Regions from separate parts of the Mus musculus genome. Here regions 1, 2 and 3 are each linked to region 4. The links are chromatin contacts, called in public HiChIP or PLAC-seq maps. All regions are on one chromosome and are shown on one strand. The core of a region is the stretch at or near the end of the contact, and the rest is flanking DNA. Distances in the headings are between cores, read along the strand shown.

Region 1 (3,061 bases), core at 125-2,624, 140 kb before region 4:
TGTGGAGGCTTTGTGGTACAGTTCATACTAGTGCATAGTTGCCTATTTTCATGCTGGAGAGATGGCTCAGCAGTCTATAGCACTGGCTGCTCTTCCAGAGGATCCAGGTTCAGTTCCCAGCACTCACATGGCAACTCACAACTGTGTACCTCTTGTTCCAGGGAGCCCAGCACCTTCTTTTGGTCTCCACAGGAGCTGTACACACAAAGTGCACAGACATACACACAAACACCCATAAACATAAAAAGAAAAAAAATTTTTACAGGGTATGTTATATAAATCAAGCATGGTGACATACACACCCTCAAAAGGAGGGTAACTATAAGTCTGAGGCTAGCCTCCTCCACATAGCGAGTTCCAGACAAGCCTGGGCTACATAGTGAGCACTATTAAAAAAAAAAAAAATCAATCAATTCAATCAATCAGGTATAGAGAGAATCTCTTATTAGCATCACCTATCAATAAAAAAGGCTATGGCCAATGAGCTAAGGCAGAATTAGAACGTGGAACATCCATCAGGGAGGGAGAGAATTCTGGGAGTTAAGTGAACCAGGGATTTGCCAAGGAATTGTGAGGAGACAGACATATGAAACACCTCATGAAACACATGAGAAAAAGGTAGCCAGCCATGTGGCATACTTAGAATAGAATAAACTGGATTATTGACACATGAGTTAGTTAGGAAAGAGAACCAAGGCCTAAGCATTTATTAATAAGTAATTAGTCTCAAAGTTGTTATTCCTGGGAACAAAGTGGTCAGGAAGAAAAGCCTAGAGTTAATAATCAATCAATCAATCACTCCATCAGAGTACATATCATACATCAAGTCAGGTATCATACTGAGCTTCACTAATCAAACAGACCAGTAACAAGTGACACAGGTATAAAGGCAAAATGGGTTGGGCTATGTAGGTATGAAAATTGGCCTCTTGGGGATTATATGGACAAGAAAATAAATGTCCTCCTGTGACTCTTATTTCCTTGGATTAATTAACAGGGAATATGAAATCCAATAGAAACTGAAACGCTATCCATTCAAACGCATTCATTTATATAGCACAGTTTGTAAAACAGCAGTGAATAAAATAGGTTTGTGGACTCCTCCTGCCAGTCAGAGAGAGATGGGCAGTGTATTAATAAACAAATGTTGAGACGTTATGCCCGGTAGTCACCAGTGTTCTGTCTGGAAATCAGGCAGGTTCTAGACAAGTTTAACTGAAGGGGAATTTCCCAGAGTGCTCAGAGACCCTCTTCAGATAAAATGACATGAATGAAGATCAGACAAAGGAAACATTGTTCAAGTGTCCCAAGACTATCTCAGGCCAGGGAAACAAAGCTCAAAGGGCGGGAGATTGCAAGCAATTAGCTGGGCTATTAAGAGACTTCAGAGCTTAGGCTGCAGGGTGAAGCAGTGCTGTCAGGTGACAAAGCTGTCTAGAGTGTGGGCTTGTGCTCTGACTTCCCTGTGGTGCTTTGATGATGGTTCCTGTCATGTCTTGAACAGAAGATTGGTGTGGAGTGACCTGGGCGTTTGCATAAGCACCGTGGCCTCTTTCTGAAGATTGCTGCTACCAAGAGAAGAAACAAGGTCATGAGCTGGAAGATAACTAAGTAGTCTTAGCAAAGTGAGTGGAGAGAAGGCAAGCTATTCAGGCTCTGGGTGCAGTTTAATCCCACCTACCATGGCTCTGTGAGGCTCAATAATGACACCACTCTATTCTTGCAACAGTTATTGTAGTTTACCATGTTTGTCTCTGACCTGTACATAATTCACTCCCTTTAGCCTCTGCTCCTTATCAATGAGAAGAGGATAAGCCAGTGTTCTGGAAGAATTATAAAGGAAGAGAGATGACAGCAGGTTTCCACACCAGAAACAATGCCTAGGAAATCATACTTCCAGGAAGTGATGTTGGCTGGTTTTAGTGATCTCCTATTCTTTTATCATACTAACATTTGTTCAAGTGTATGGATGTCAATGGTGTTCAAATAAATTTAAGAATTTTCTTACATTTTTTTCCTAAAGGTAGAATCTTACTGTGTCGCCCTAGATATTCTGGAATTCAATATGTAGACAAGGCTGGCCTCACACTTAAGAGATTCACCTGCCTCTGCCTCCAGAGTGCTGGGATTTATGATTTGCACTGCTATGCCTGGTGGGGAAGAATTGTCATTAGCTCCTCTGGATGGCCTTTCAGTGTTCCTAGCTTTCTTTATTTTGCCTTACCCTTAACTTCAGTACATGATTTGTCCAAAGCCATACTCCTTTCAATTTTCCAGAAACGCCTTGACCATTTTATTCTCTCACCATGCCTTTGTTCATTTGACACCCTCCTCCAGGAAGCACTCTTCTAAGTGAAGAGTCTGGTTTTCATTGTTTCATGGTTCCTTGGCCATCCCTTCTGTCTCTCCTTCCAGCCCTGAATGCATACATCTGAGAACCAGCATCATCCAGATCCATGGATGGTTCAGCACACTCAATCCCACCCCATCTCCTCAGAATGTTACCTTTTCCCCAGGATCTTGACAATCTGCCCATCATATCATTCTTCTTCATATGCCATTTTCCCTAGGCACACACAGAATCCTTGGCTTCCTGTCCCTTATCCCTGCAATGGTTGCCATCTCATGCCATTGCTATGAGAAGATGCTTGAACAAAGCAGCTTTGTGAAAAATTAGATGAACTTCCCCCTGCCCTGTGTGTGTGTGCATGAGTTTGCATGTGCATGTTTGTGTGCATGAGTGTGTGCTTGTGTGTGCGCATGTGTGCATGCATATGTGTGGCTGTGTTGCCAGGTTCTCTGCTTTGTTTCACTGATATCTGCATCTATCTGTGACTGCACAAATACCTAGGCCTGATCACCTTACAATCTCTTCTCTTGATTCTTTGTGACAACAGTCTCAGGCTTGTTTATATTTACAGAGAATCTGGCTGTGGTTTTTAATAGGAACTGTTTAAGCCTGTAAGGCTGTTGTTCAAGAAGAACTGGCAGCTTTATTTTTTTGAGTCTTCTGAGTCATGAATAAAATATGTTTCGTCAATTATTAGGTTTGATTTCTTTC
Region 2 (2,708 bases), core at 61-2,560, 230 kb before region 4:
GAAATCCGCCTGCCTCTGCCTCCCAATTGGTGGGATTAAAGGTGTGCGCCACCACCGCCCAGCTGAAAGCTTCATAAACATTCCAAGCAACACACTTCCAGTGGAAGGCTCACCTTTGAGAGTGGCCACAGCTTCTCCCACTTGTCGCAGGAGGAAAGCCCCATCTTCCACATCTTTCAGGGTCACCACTCTGCCAGTGGAGGAAGAGTCCTTCTTCAAGTCCTCAACAAAGTCCTCCAGCTCACTGTGGGGAGGCAGAGAGCAGATGGAACTGAGCATGGAGGGTCTCAGAAAGGACACGTGCAGGAGCAGGGGCTCTCCCATTTTCTGCTGTGTCCCAGCCCTATCTTAAGCTTCCAAGGAGGAGGTGGGAGCACAGTCGATAGTAGTTTGCTTTGCAATATTGCATGGCTATGTAAGGTAGCAACGGGAGAGCTCTCCCGTGTCTGTCATTTGTGGTTCAGATTGGTCCCGGGTGGGGGTGGAGTGGGCACTTGATACATTCTTAACTTTCAGTTGTATTCATGCCAGCCAAGAGAACAATGTGCACACTTGGTGACCAGGAATGGAGGGAGAGAAAGACAGAGGGGAGAGAGTCCTGATAGATTAGGATGGAGGCAGAAGATGGGGGCTGGGGGTAGCCTAAGAGGGGGGTATGAACCAGTACTACAGTGAAGTGTGTTAGCTCACTTTAGACAACCAGGTTTCTCAATTTTAGTACCTGACATTTTGAACCATATAGCTTCATTTTTAGTGCAGGGCTGTCTTACACAATGAAGGATGTGCATCCTTGGCCCCTTCCTGCTGAGTAGCAGTAGCAAGCAATCACAAATTCCAATAATTTGTGACACATGTGAATGTCCCTTGACATGGTCAAATATCCCTGGGAAAGAGAGAGCAAAACTGCCCTCAAAATCCCCTAATGGATAGCCTCTCTCTAGTGTACCTGACTGTCCCATCATTAATGACTGTCTCTCTTCTCTCACAACTAAGAACTTAGAGATCTGATTTCTGGAGGGAGGGAGGGACGGATGGAGGGGTTGGGATGGAGAGAGAGAACAGATATCAACTCCAACACAGCCAAGTTATATTCTTCCACTTGAAACAACAAAAACAATTTGCCCAGATGTGTTTGTATCCTTTCAAGTTGCCTGCAAATTCAAGAGAAAGCTCTTAAAGGACGAGGGTGCTAAGAAATGCAAGACCACTAGGTGGCAGTAAGTGAATGGCGGCTGTACTTCCTGGCGCCTTAGTGGAGGAGAGGATGGCCTCACAAGACATGGGCCCTTTCCTCTAGGTGAGTGAGTAGAAAGGAGCTAATGCAGCCACAGGAGGGAGTCCAGCAGGGCAGGACATACATTCAACAAGGATGAAGTCACACGTGACACATCTGACCTCTTCTGAGCAGGGGGATGAAGTATTTGGTGATGCCAGCCATTCTGATACAGAAATCTCTGATGAAAGGATGCCCCGTTAGGGTCTGCATCTGTTAAACACACCTGGTGTTAGGTGAGCATACCTACAGGGCACATGCAGCTGCTGCTCCTTGGGGTGGAGCTGGGCCAATCCTTGTCAGACCTCTAAATGGTCCATTGGTGAGGGAGGTTCCCTGGTAGACCAAGCAGTCTCCTGCATTCTTTCAGGCTTTGATGAAGCCCTTCCAAGCTAAGACTCCAGGGCCCCCAGTTCCTTCAACCACCCACAAACTGGTCAATATGCAAATACTCCTCCAAGGAGATGTTCCATGACCCAAAGCCACTCCATCCAGATAAACTCCTATTTTAGTTTCTCTTACCCAGTCTGCCTCCTGCGCATCATATCCCTGCAACCCAAAGTTCCCCAAACTCTGCTCCCCTTTGACGGGCAGCAGGGAACCTCTGACACCATTATTCTGCCAATTCATGTGCTTGTGATTCCTATTTCGAGCTCTGAAGGCCACTTTTATTAATTCAGAGATTGAAAAAGAGACAGTGCTGCTGAAAATGAGTGCAGACGGCCTTTTGAAAGTCATCAATGGGCTTTTGAAATAGGTAGGCTTTGCTCAAGAAGACGTCAGACATTCATGGGGCCTCCAGATTTCAGCATGGCCTTAAGCTGCTTTTTATTCTGCCTTTGTTGAAAAGAAGCCCATTGTTTGTTAAACTGAACTTAGTCTGACTCTTATTAGAAGCTGTTATTTCCAAGTAGAAAACCATGAAAGATATTGACTCATTTTTTTTTTCTGTTCTTTAATCCCCACTTTCACTCCTCTGTCCTCATGTTCAGAGGACCCAAGCCTAACAGTTCTACCAGAGTATTTCTTTTCTGGAATTTAGAAGGAAGGGAAAGGGACAGAGAAGGGCCAGCAAAGAGCAGGCGTTACTTCTCAGTAGCCCTGAGCCAGGTTCTAGAATATCTTACCTAAGCTCGCTCTCCTGTCATACGGATCCACCCAGTTACCCTAGTCTATGTCTGTTTAAGGTATAAGAAACAGATATGATAATATTAAGGAGATATATATGTATTCCATAACTTTTAAATTAGTGTTGTGTGACTGTGCATGCAGAAGGCAGAAGACAACTTTCTAGAGTTGGTTTTCAGGGTCTATTGTGGGCTCCCATGATCTTACAGTCTTTGCAAGCACAGCCTAGACAGGTACCAAGCAGGTCTCCAAAGCAGGAGTATGACCCATAGAAGACACCAAGCCAAGGAGAATGATACCGTTCAAC
Region 3 (2,719 bases), core at 116-2,615, 210 kb before region 4:
GCCCTGTTTCTACGGTATGAGAGGAAACACTCCCTAATTAACTAAAGATGCTGTTAAGGGATGAAGTCAACAGAACACCAGAATCCAGGTCCTCTTGCTATGCTTGAAGCCTTGCAAGTAACTAATCTATTCATTTTCCATTTCTGCTCAAAGTTACCCTACTGGGGACAAGTTAAGCAACTAAGACACCATCCTGAAAGCACCATGCAGGTGCAACCACAAATGCAGTCTTCAAAGCAGGTAAGTCCCTGCTAAGTTGAGACCCAGGGGCCAGCACACATGCAGTGGAGATCATGGCTGAGGATGCCAAAGGTCTGCCAGCATTTGGATCTTCAATGTCTCCCAAAGGCTGGTGTGGTAAAGGATTCATTCCTAGTCTGTGGTAGGACTGGGGGAGTGCGAGCTTTAGGAAGTGGGTGAGTATGCTCTTGACAGGAATACGTGACCTTGGCTCATTTTGCCTTGCTTTGCTTCCTGGCTGCCATAAATTACAAAGACGTCTTCTGATACATACGTCACTTTGATAAAAGTACAGCTCAGGCTCAAGGTGACAGGGTTAAGTGAACATGTACTGGAATCTCTGAACCCATGATCCATGGGCCCTTCCCCTTAGCCTTAGATATTTTGTTACAAAGATAGCAAAGACACACACATCTCAAGTCTCAATACTGAGAGGTCACAGAGTCAAAAGACTCTGCCATTGTTAACAGAGATGCCCTTGGTCTCCTAGAAAGATCATGTCTAAAATCCAGCAGAAATTGGGATCCTAGAGTTGCAGTTAGGAGGAACTTATTTGGCACTCATAATTCTTCCCATTCTGGTTCAGTGATCCTGACTGAAAGGGGAAAAGAAGGGTGTGCCAAGTTCAGGCAAGTGGATCAAAGCTCAGACACACCCAGGCCAGGGCTCCTAAGGTGTACTGAAGCCCAATGAGGCTCTTCCCAGCACAGTAAATGCAGTCGGGAAACACTCCCAGCAGTTAATCTCCTTCACAGTTTACTTTCTGTGAGCAGACTGTACTAGTTGGGACCTGAAAATAGCCCCAAGTCAAGTGACGAGACTTAGTTGTTTTCTGGATCTGGGTGGCAGCATAACGTGATAGCTTTCTGATTTTATATCGAAGAGACTTTTCTTGATTACCGGACTTTCTGAGTCACAAAATGGGGTCTGTACTTATTTCCTTAGCACTGCACAGAACCCATGATGGGTGATCCCTTAATGTTACAGCAGACACTGAATATCAGCAAAGGAAGGGTTCTTAGGAAACATCACTAGTTTGACTGCAGAATACAGGGACTATGGCTTTCTGGCTATGGTGACACACAGCCCAGGGTAAAGCGTTTCATTTCCTGTTGGCTCTGCCAGGCGGTGACTCTAGCTACCACACCCCAGAATGAGCCAACACAAAATCAATTTTGAAGTTTCTTTCTCTTCCCTGAGGGTGCACTTCAATATTCACGCTCTGAAATGGCATTTCTTTTTTCTTTTGTTAAGTACAGGTACAAACTGGTAGAAATAGTTGTTCACTCCTGCTACAGATTATTATTTATCTGCAACTGACAGCACTATGGGGAAAGGCCCTCGGGTGCCTGAGAAAACAAGGTCCCCCATGCCAGCCTTTTCTGGAGTGGGTGGGTGAGTGGAGGAACATCCTCATAGGAGTCAGCCTTTTCTTTGACAGGATTTCCCATCATTGTCTGCATTGTTGTTAACTCCTGATCTTCGTGCCTCAGCCTCCTGAGCTTCTGGGAATTACACGTGTGTCTCCTGTGCCTGGCTCCTACCTACTTAATCTATAAAATTCTAGCATGAAGGCCAGAGAAATAAAATGACTCAAAGCTGGGTTGTGGTAGTGGTAGCACACGGCTTTAATCTCAGCACTCAGGAGGCAGTGGTAGGCAAAACTCTTGAGATTTTAGTCAGCACTCCACACCATACCATACGATACCATACCAAACCAATCCAAAAAGAACGACTCAGATAAAGAAGGAAGACATTTCTTATCTGATACCGCCCTAATGTTCTTACTGCCTGTCACCTTTCTAGTGGCTCGTGGGTGATAGAGGAAGTAGGGCCCTATTACCTTTATTACAAACAGCATAGAGGCAGCATCATGTCGAGACCCCAGTTTATTCAAATGGCTCCAGTTATCACATTCTGGACTGTCTCTCCTTTTTATTTTCTGTAAAGTCAGGCTTCAGGACAAGTGGCCTCCAAACCCCTTTTGTCTCTGAGGGTGGACAAGGAGGGCATGACTTCTTTCACAGCAGTACAGTAAGTAATATTAGTTTTTGTTTTTTTTTTTAAATAAAAAAGACCTACCACTTTTGGAAAGCAGGAATTGATGCTTACAGTTAGCTGTTATTTTGAATCACATCATTCATGAAAACTAAGGCCTAGAGTTTAAATAAGGATAAATGTCACCCACTTGACCATCAATTGGAGAGACAATGAATCCTAACCCAGCTAAGACATGGTGTGGGCATCACGAGAGCCTGAGTTACATAGACGAGCCTTGTTTTCAGGCCCAGGGCAATCACACTGATTTCTACAGCTTCCTGGAGGCTGGATCTGTCCCTAAGCCTTGATTCTTCTCTTTGGAGAGGTTCTGCTTGGGAACCAAAAAGAGTTGTCTGAATGTTAAATTGCTTGGGGCGACTCCATTTTCCTTGAGCCAGACTCAAGGCTTCTGATTGACAACACCTCTGGAGAGACAGTC
Region 4 (2,700 bases), core at 198-2,697:
ACCTTCAGATCTAACTGGTAACAATTGAACTGAATGCTAATCCCAATGCTAATCCAAGTCCTCCGAAAGCAGCAGTTCTGATTCCGTGCTTACATATTCAAAACAGTTTCAAAGCAGGTTTTGTCTTAAAAGTCCCTAGTTTCCCTGTTCCAGGTACCTTGAGCTCAGACTTTAATCCTTGTATTATTGGAAAGAAACAAATGAATTTTCTCCATGTTCTTTTGAAGAGGGGGAGCTTAACTGCTCATAGAACAGTTAACAGCAGGAGATGTCTCCTCTGCTGCCAATTGAGGGGTCTGTACCCATCAAGGCTACAGGGCCATCCACCTGCCTCCACTACCAGGTGACCAGGCTTCTGTCTGGAAGCGAGCTTTCTAACTATTAACTTTTCCCTCCTCTTTCTTTCATCCATCCTGCTATTTACAGCTAGTTTCTTAAAAGTTCCCAAACTAATAACTCCAGCACAGTTAATTTTTTTCCAGTCTTAGAGAACATTTTTCCCCAATTTTTTATTAGGTATTTTCTTCATTTACATTTCAAATGCTATCCCGAAAGTCCCCTATACCCTCCCCCTTAGCGAACATTTTTATGAAGGAAAACAAAAAAACAAAACATGCAAGCACATTTGAAAACAGAAGGGCCCTGTTTATAAATCTGAGTCCCAGGTTATTTCCTAGATATTCCAAAGATTTTAGTTTTCATATTTTACAAAATGAAAATCCAGAATTACCAGAGTCTTACCTTCAGATGCGTGTGCATGCACACACACACACGCGTGCACACACACACACACACACACACACACACATGCGCGCAGCATCTGGGAACAGTCAACAAATGTATACAGTATCTTGATGCTCAGTCATCCTGTGAGTCCCTCTCTGTGTCGTCTGTCCCTGCAGCATTCTCCATGGGCACAATCAGCATAATACGTAATACATTACTTGTTTTTCAGCTCTATTCAAAAATCTCAGTTCATTCAACAACAACAACCAAAAAAAAAAAAAAAAAAGCCCTTAAGATAGCCCCAAAGCTGGAACACTCCGTGTGAAAAAGCTATGCTTATAGACTCCATTCTTCCTGCCAAGTGAACAATGCTCACAACAGACCACAGGGTTTCCAAATAACCTTTTGGCAATAACTGGAAATTAAAAAAAAAAAAAAAAAAACAGGAAAAAAAAAGCACATGCATTTACCTGTACCAAGCACTCCACAGGTGAGGCAGAGGCGAAAGAAGAAATCCTAGTTCATCTTCTGAAACTTTACAAATCTAATGGTCTTCGGACTCATCCGTCCTCCGAGCTGTCAGGTAAACCCCCCTCCATGCCTCGGCTGTTTTCTTTTGCAGTTTTTCCCAGTGAAACTCTCCTCATTTGCATAAAGCCTATTTGTAGCCTATAGGACTTTTTGAGTAACTACTTGTTAAACTGGCTGTCTTGACATGCTCTTTCAAGCATGACATCATAAATCTCCATGGAAACCTTAACACCACCTGCCTACATGCCAACGTTACCTGTCAAGTAAAGACTGAAACAATCATCTGAAATTGTTCATTAATGAAACCTTTCAGCCGGGCTCGGGATCTTTGCGCGGTGTAATTTGTGCTGTTGGCAGCAAGGGAACCAAAAAAACGGTGGCTTCGTTTTCAAAGCCTGAGCTGTTTTGCAGAAAACAATGATCAAAATTATAGGCATTCGCTAATCTGCCCCTCCCTGTCTAACAATGCACTTAATCAGTGCAAGAGGAAGAAAAAAAAAAAAACCTCACAGTGGCACAAGTGTGCCTCTCTCTACCGGGTAAAGTTACTTTGAAAAATCTTCAGTCTGCACTTGTAAGGTTTTCCTGCTCTTCCCCGCCACCAACCCCCTACCTACTTTTAACCAGGAAAACCTGCAAAACAGGTTCCTTACCTGAGTGTGTGTCTGTGTGTGCGGGTGCAGCTGTGTACATTTGCCTGTGGCCTGTGGCTGTAGAGGTGGGAGGAGGTACAGACATTTTTAACCCTTTCCTAGCAAGCATGTGCATGTCTCCCAAGCTTATACAAGTAGCTGGACAAACACGTATGCAATTTTCACTATCTCAGATTGTTTTTTAAAGATTTTAAATTGCTTTTAGTTTTGTGGATGGGTGCTTCGCTTGTTTGCCTGTTTATATGTGTACCATGTGTGCCCCACTGCCTGCAGCCCAGAAGGCAGCATCACAGCCTCTGGGACAGGAGATACAGATAGCTATGAGCCATCATGTGGGTGCTGGGAAGGGATCTTGGGTCCTAGGCAGCATCAGCAAGCATTCTGAACCATTAAGCCATCTCTCCAGCTCTACTATTACATTCTTTAAAAAATAAAATCCCTACTTGTCCCGAAAACTTCCTGGTTATGATGCTGAGCTAATTACTCCTTCTTTCCACTTCCAAATGTGGCACAGACACGGGTTTAAAACTGCTGATGCCTGCCACTGAAACGTTTGCATGGACCTGCTCCAAATCCACCAGAGTTTACAGACCATTATCAATTGGCTGTCAGGCGCCACAGCATAAAGGACTTCAGCGAGACTGAATGGGATCAGACACAATACCACGGTGCCGGAGACAGCCGGATGCTGCCTTGCTGCAGGATCCAGCAGCTCTCATTCCCCAGCACCCTGCAGCAAGCTGCACAAGGCTCAGCAGCACCTGCCCTCAGAGGCCAGAGAGCAAGTGTT

Evidence for each region. HiChIP or PLAC-seq counts read pairs in DNA pulled down with a chosen protein or histone mark.
Region 1: a contact with region 4 is called in an H3K27ac HiChIP or PLAC-seq map of extraembryonic endoderm stem cells. The contact joins two enhancer-like sites. A contact is called at or near these places in 2 of 484 Hi-C or Micro-C datasets (both in embryonic stem cells), 5 of 115 datasets of contacts at active chromatin or transcription factors (embryonic stem cells, extraembryonic endoderm stem cells and pancreatic cancer cells) and 1 of 9 other capture datasets (adipose tissue).
Region 2: a contact with region 4 is called in an H3K27ac HiChIP or PLAC-seq map of embryonic stem cells, with 7 read pairs. The contact joins two enhancer-like sites. A contact is called at or near these places in 4 of 484 Hi-C or Micro-C datasets (the AML12 cell line and embryonic stem cells), 4 of 115 datasets of contacts at active chromatin or transcription factors (embryonic stem cells and pancreatic cancer cells) and 1 of 9 other capture datasets (embryonic stem cells).
Region 3: a contact with region 4 is called in an HNF4G HiChIP or PLAC-seq map of pancreatic cancer cells. The contact joins two enhancer-like sites. A contact is called at or near these places in 2 of 484 Hi-C or Micro-C datasets (the AML12 cell line and embryonic stem cells), 2 of 115 datasets of contacts at active chromatin or transcription factors (embryonic stem cells and pancreatic cancer cells) and 1 of 9 other capture datasets (adipose tissue).

The regions. Positions count from the first base shown.
Region 1 is chr2:20,687,929-20,690,989 of GRCm38.p6, reverse strand. All of the region lies in intron 4 of Etl4 (enhancer trap locus 4), which reads right to left. Among named protein-coding and RNA genes, the nearest start is that of Arhgap21, 280 kb to the left of the region's middle. Within about 2 kb of position 1,374, at least 27 of the 459 cell types and tissues checked have an H3K27ac peak or open chromatin away from gene starts, as enhancers often do. A contact at or near this core is called in extraembryonic endoderm stem cells, where this site is marked.
Region 2 is chr2:20,778,478-20,781,185 of GRCm38.p6, reverse strand. Etl4 (enhancer trap locus 4) reads right to left here. Exons shown (of 22, transcript NM_001081006.1): 12 at 114-244. Among named protein-coding and RNA genes, the nearest start is that of Arhgap21, 190 kb to the left of the region's middle. Within about 2 kb of position 1,310, at least 18 of the 459 cell types and tissues checked have an H3K27ac peak or open chromatin away from gene starts, as enhancers often do. A contact at or near this core is called in embryonic stem cells, where this site is marked.
Region 3 is chr2:20,752,132-20,754,850 of GRCm38.p6, reverse strand. The region is part of intron 7 of Etl4 (enhancer trap locus 4); the gene reads right to left. Among named protein-coding and RNA genes, the nearest start is that of Arhgap21, 210 kb to the left of the region's middle. Within about 2 kb of position 1,365, at least 51 of the 459 cell types and tissues checked have an H3K27ac peak or open chromatin away from gene starts, as enhancers often do. A contact at or near this core is called in embryonic stem cells and pancreatic cancer cells, where this site is marked.
Region 4 is chr2:20,546,613-20,549,312 of GRCm38.p6, reverse strand. The region is part of intron 3 of Etl4 (enhancer trap locus 4); the gene reads right to left. Among named protein-coding and RNA genes, the nearest start is that of Gm17171, 210 kb to the right of the region's middle. Within about 2 kb of position 1,447, at least 109 of the 459 cell types and tissues checked have an H3K27ac peak or open chromatin away from gene starts, as enhancers often do. A contact at or near this core is called in embryonic stem cells, extraembryonic endoderm stem cells and pancreatic cancer cells, where this site is marked.